2 separate regions of the Gossypium hirsutum genome follow, and region 2 is linked to region 1. Evidence: chromatin contacts called from public Hi-C data. All regions are on one chromosome and are shown on one strand. Each heading gives the region's core, a stretch centred on a gene start, on an enhancer-like site or on the middle of the called end of the contact. The rest is flanking DNA. Distances are from core to core; before and after follow the strand shown.

The links. Hi-C and Micro-C count contacts between places; a contact is called where the count stands out from the background.
Region 2: a contact with region 1 is called in a Hi-C map of leaf, with 1.9 times the contacts expected there. The contact joins the promoter of LOC107920287 here to the promoter of LOC107918425 in region 1. A contact is called at or near these places in 4 of 34 Hi-C or Micro-C datasets (anther and leaf).

What each region holds. Positions count from the first base shown.
Region 1 is chrD13:24,093,779-24,096,948 of Gossypium_hirsutum_v2.1, forward strand. LOC107918425 (kinesin-like protein KIN-7E) reads left to right here and starts at 1,589. Exons shown (of 13, transcript XM_041108915.1): 1 at 1,589-2,894. The coding sequence starts at 2,666.
Region 2 is chrD13:24,448,689-24,451,858 of Gossypium_hirsutum_v2.1, forward strand. LOC107920287 (amidophosphoribosyltransferase, chloroplastic) reads right to left here and starts at 1,680. Exons shown (of 1, transcript XM_016849908.2): 1 at 1-1,680. The coding sequence starts at 1,680.

The DNA of each region.
Region 1 (3,170 bases), core at 339-2,838:
AGAAGTCTCGCCGCCAGCCATTTAGAATGATAAAAAAATTTTGTATCAGAAACTTTGCTCTGATGCCATGAAAAGAATAAATTAATCTCTTGAATTTTATTGATAAAACTCAACGGTACATATATATCTATACAATCATAGTTACGTAGGAATCAAATTACTAAAATATAATATCCCATAATAATATCTTATAATATCCTATTAGGAATCAATTTGCTAAGAGTTAATATCCTATAATATCCTATTAGGAATCAATTTGCTAAAAGATAATATCCCATAATATCTTAACATGGGAAAAAATCGACTAATAGGGAGGAAAAAGATCGATTTACAAGGACAAAAAATTTTGAAAAATACAGGCCAAAAAAAGGTACAACAATTTAAAAGCATAGAAAGAACTAACCTTAATGGATGAAATCATCTTGCAAATGAATCTCCATAGTTGTTTTTTGTAGATTCACCTTGGATTTTTTTTTTTTAGATTTACTTTGGACTTTGGACTTTGGAGATGAAAGGCAAAATAGAAGAATGGAAACTACTGATATATTAACACTCCTGTTAGGTTTGAGAGCATGTGGCAAAGGGAGTAATTTTTGAGTAAGCATGGTCAAATATGTCATTCCACATATCTCATTCCCAATCAGCCGTGAAAAGCGTTGCCCATCCCAACATTTTTTGTTTTGGAAATTTTAGCTCAACAAACTCTTACACACCTTCATTCACCAAACACTACAATTAGAGGGTTTGATTATTCAATCCTCCATTTGTGCCCAAACAGCTAAAAAAATCCAAAACTCTATCGAACACCCCAAAAGGAATTTTGACATTAGTCTAAATTCCCCACCTTAGTCCTTTTACTGTTCAAACTTTTAAAATTAATCTTTATGCTTTTTTAATAAGGGTACAAGGTATAGGTTGTTTAAGAATTGTACTCAAGATCATTGTTAATTAAAGACCTGCACACAAATATTTTATTATTTCACATGTGGTTTAATTGACTTGTCCTTATGTTTTTAATTTAATAAATTTAGTCCTCTACTTGTTTGATTTAAAAACTAAAGTTCAATTGATAATACTATTAATTATTTTTCTTCAAATTTGAAAATGTGTTATTGATTTAGCTTTAAATTTTAAATCATGCCCTTAATTTAGAATATCACATATTTAAATTTAACTAAATTTCATTAAAAATTTTATCAATTGGATTTTAGTTTTTAAATCAAATAAGTACATGGACTAAATTTGTATAGTTAAAAATAGAAAGCCTAAGTTTCAAATATTCACAAGTATAGGGACTGAGAGCATAATTAAACCTTTGATGTTTAACAATATAGCGGTCGATTGAACGGTGCATCGCGATGGAAAGTTACATTAACTGACAAGAAAACTTAAAGACCACGTGGCGAGACACAAGCTTATATCAAAAAGCAAGGGTAAAATAGTAATTGACCTTGCCCCAAACACGCAAGGAAGAGAAAAACTTCAAAAGACGCTCCCCCTTCCCGATCCTGCTGTCCCATTTTTACCCTTGGTTTAAATTGACATTCTCCATTTTATCCTTTCGTTTTTTTCAACTTTATTCGACGCGTAGAGTCATAGCACCTTCGATTTCGCTTCTTCAGTGTTTCTTTTTTGCTCTTCCAAGTCACGTATCTTCTCTTCCCCTTCGATGAATTTTTAGTTTTAAATTTAAATTCATTAAAAATTGACAAGTGGATTGATTTTGTTTTCGTATGTAAGACTGTTGTTTTTTGGGGGGTGATTTTGATTTCTGAATTTAGAAATTGACCATTTAAAGAAATCGTTACTACTTAATACTGCTGGCGTTTTTAAAAAAAATCCAGAAAATTTTGGATTCTTACGTTATTCGAATCAAATTCTATTGTTTATCATTTTTAAACGATTTTTTAGATTTTATTCGGTTAGGATTTTGCAGAGCTCGAGTTTTGAGGTGGAAAGTATACGGTTATGGAATCAGATCAGAGAGCATAATGGAGGGAAATTGAAACTGTTTTGGTACTAAAGTTGGTACTAGTTCTTTTAAACTGAACCGCCATTTTCGTTTCAAGGGAAAAGAAAACAAAACAAACAGAAATGAGAAAATGAGTAAAACTTTTTATTATTATTAATTTATCAGTATAAACTATAAAGTTGAAGATTTTCATTGCTTGACTATTAAGCATAGTTGGTGACCACTAGGGAAAGTTTTCTGCTCTTTCAAGAATTAAAACTTAAAAATTGAGTGTTTTTTTTTTCTTGGGGGGTTAGGAAGAGATCTTTTCATCTTAACTACTAGTTCTCATTGACATTTGTTTTTGTTTTTTAAAAATGGTTAATTTAAGTGATGTTTAACCTTAAAAGTAGAATATAAAAAGCAAATCATTTTCATGTTGGTTAGATAAAAGTCTATAATTAGCTCGTTGTTGCTGATATAATCAGTAATTAGTCTTTATACTTATGGATCGTTTTCTATAGTTAGTTGGATTTTATAATCATGATTAGCTTCTTTTAGCAGATAGGCTTATGGTTGTGAAAGGATTGGCCTAAGCTTTAATATATATTTAGCAACCCCAACAACCTTGAGAACCTGCAAATTCATGGCTCTTTTTTTCACTTAACGCCTAGTAGGGTGAGTAACAAGAAAAGTGGAGTAGGAAAAAGAAAAATGGGGGCAATTGGTGGGGAAGAGTTAAAGCAGGTGGAGAAAGAACAAAAGGCGCAAATGGCAGGTGCTCGAGAGGAGAGGATTCTTGTTGTGGTGAGGTTGAGGCCTTTGAGTGACAAGGAAATTATAGCAAATGAAGTTGCTGATTGGGAATGCATCAATGACAACACTATCCTATATCGGAACACCCTCCGGGAAGGGTCCACATTCCCGTCTGCCTATACATTTGGTAAGCAAATTCTTTCATTTTTCGGGTCAAACCATTTTTTATTCCCTTAAACTAGTGACAGCCAACTCTCAGTTTCTAACTCATATTTTCTGAAGTTAGTATTCTTTTTTTTCTATGATATATTCTTTAATTGTTGAGATCTTGATTTCATTTTGTATTACACACATTCATGGTAAAAGTTGTTTCTGTTATATGCTTGGGATTTGGAAGCAGCTTTGTTCAATAAAGTTTCATATATGAGACTTATGTTGCTGTCTCTTTTTTCTTCCTTTATAT
Region 2 (3,170 bases), core at 430-2,929, 360 kb after region 1:
CATAGGTCCATTCAGCCCATCATCCAAGAAATCCCCAACCCGTTTCACTTTAACCTCCCTTGGCATCACTGGGTATTTTCCTGAAAAGCAAGCATAACAGAAATTTGGAGACTCACTGCCCAACATCTTCTTCAAGCTTTCGAATGGCAGAAATGCCAGTGAATCACATCCAATGAACTCCCTTATCTCCTCCACACTCATTCTATTCGATATCAACTCCTCAGAGCTTGGTGTGTCCACTCCGTAATAACAAGAACCGATGATCGGTGGGCTTGCGATTCTCATGTGAACCTCCTTAGCCCCTGCTTCCTTAATCAACCTAACAATTTTTGAAGATGTGGTTCCTCTCACAATTGAGTCATCCACCACCACAACCCTCTTACCTTCCAATACACCACGAACTGGTGAAAGCTTTAGCTTCACTCCAAAGTCTCTAATCTTCTGCGAAGGCTCGATAAAAGTTCTTCCTACATAGTGAGACCTGATCAGGCCTTGCTGGAATGGCACCCCTGCTTTGGCTGCATAACCAAGAGCAGCCACCAGGCCAGAATCCGGAACTGCAATCACGACATCACAGTCAACGGGAGCTTCGGTAGCAAGTATTTCCCCAAAATCATGCCTTGATTCATAAACAGACCTTCCAAAAACAACAGAATTAGGCAAAGCAAAATATATATGCTCAAAAATGCATTGTTTTGGTTCAGGGTGGGGCATCAAGCAAACTGATTGAACCCCATCTTTTTTATCCACCACCAATACTTCACCAGGATACACCTCTCTCTCATATGTTGCCTCGATCAAATCAAGAGCACATGTTTCAGAGGCAAAAACCACAGCACCATTGCTCCTCCTTCCCATTACCAAAGGCCTAAATCCATGGGGGTCACGCACTGCAACAAGCTTATCCTCGGTCACAAACACCATTGAATAAGCTCCTTCAAGCTTCTCACAAGCTTCAACAATCCTCAAAAAGAAAGGCCTAGCTTTTGAAATAGCAATCAAATGAAGTACAACCTCAGTATCAGAACTAGTATTGAAAATTGAACCATTGTCTTCAAGCATAGCTCTCAAAGCTCGGTAGTTTACCAAGTTTCCATTGTGTGCAACCCCAATGGACCCAAACCTGTACCCAGCAACAAAAGGCTGCACATTTTTTAACATAGAAGAACCGGCAGTTGAATATCTAACATGTCCAATAGCCATTTCACCAGGTAATTGATCAAGTTTAGACTCGTTAAACACTTCAGATACTAAACCAACCCCAGTAACCGACTGAAGAACATTGTTATTCACTGCAACAATACCTGCACCTTCTTGTCCACGATGCTGAAGCGCATGGAGGGCCAAATAGCAGAGACGTGAGGCTTCAGGGTCACCAAAGATACCCACCACACCACACTCCTCACGGGGCTTATCGTCGTCATCATCACTAAAAGGAGGCACCAAACCGTCTTCATTTTTGTTTGCTGAAATGAAGTCAGAGATGGGGTTTTTAGAGGAGGTGGTAAACTGAGATTTCTGGGGATGAAGAACATGATTGCAAGGGAAAGAAGAGGGTTTTTGAAGGGTTTTTGGGAGGAGAGGAAAGGTGACTTTTTGAGGGGTGTTCAGAGAAAAAGAATGGTGTTTGGAGATGGGTTTTGAGAGAGCTGAAGAAGAAGACAAAGGAGAGGCTGCCATGGATGGTTTCCCTGCTGTTTTAGGAGTGTTTTCCCTGGGAAAGAAAATAGGAAGAGAGTTATGTTAAAGCAAAGATGGCTTAGGAAAAGCAGTGTCAATAGGCGTATAGGACTTAGGGTTTTGAGTTTTGACTAGTGAGGTGGCTTTGTCCCCACAATTTACTCGAGTTCTAAAAAATTTTGTTTTTGACCGGTTTGCTTCAATTAATTAGTCTATTCTCAACTATCATTAAGGGAAAATATCTTAATAATAGATTCAATATAAAAAAAACTCTTGGGATAAATTTTAAAATTGAATATGAATTTTAGTTTAATATGTAATTTTATTCATTAATTTTTTTTTTGGTGGAATACAAGAATAGAGTAAAACTTGAATAACAAACACGACTAGCACGACTCGAACTCAGTCTATACTTGGAGTGGTGATCACCCTGACCATCAGGCTATCACATTGGGTTCAATCCATTAATTTTGATTTTGTATAATTTTATACATAAAATTTTGATTCAATTCAATTCTCTCAATTTATTAACATAATTAGTGATATAGTATCATTTTATGTTTATATATTGCATATAAAAATAATTATATTTATCTAATATAAAAATAAATTGATGTATTTATTTCTTTAAATGTGTATGATTGAATTAAAATTAAAATTTTATTTATACATTTGAATCTCAATCAAAATTTCATGCGTATAATTACACAATCATAATTCATATATCAAATTGTACATTGAAACAAAGTTTATGTATAATTTTAAGATTTATTCATTTTAAAAATAATAATATATTAATTATATTATTTGATTGTACATTTATGTAAATGAGTTTATTGAGCCTTAGCATAGTTGTTATTATTGTTATTGCAACAATCAAGAAATGTGAGTTCAAACATACTAAAACATAATTTTACTCTTATTTAAAGATCGATAAAATAAAAAATTATACTCGTAATAGTTATACGCAGATAAGTGATTAAAAACAAAACTATGACTTTCAAATTCAAATTTTACTTCTATTTTGGGTAAAAATATCTCTTAATTACCTCTCAATTTCAAAATCGGGTAAGTTAATCTCATTGAAAAATAGAGAGTATTGTAGTTCATGTAAAATTTGAAAGTAAGTAAATAAGAACAATTACTTAAGTTATTGTTAAATTTATCCTTCCTGATAATAAGTCTTTCCATTTTAAAATCGAGCAAGTTAGACCCTATAAAAAAAAGAGAGAAATCTAATCCTTATTAATTTTGAAAATAAACAAATAAAAATAATTATTTACGTCATTAAATTTTTTATTCAATTTATCCCATGTGACAATAAGAAAAAAAAGATAAATTAATCTAAAAGAATTAACCGACCTATCCAATTTTTAGTACTATATGAAAATATTTATTTTGATAAATATTCTTTATATTATCCAAAAAGAAAAGGGCAATGAGTTGCTATAAATAAAAGCAGTAGCGGCTAAACAGCAGATCACTAGTTA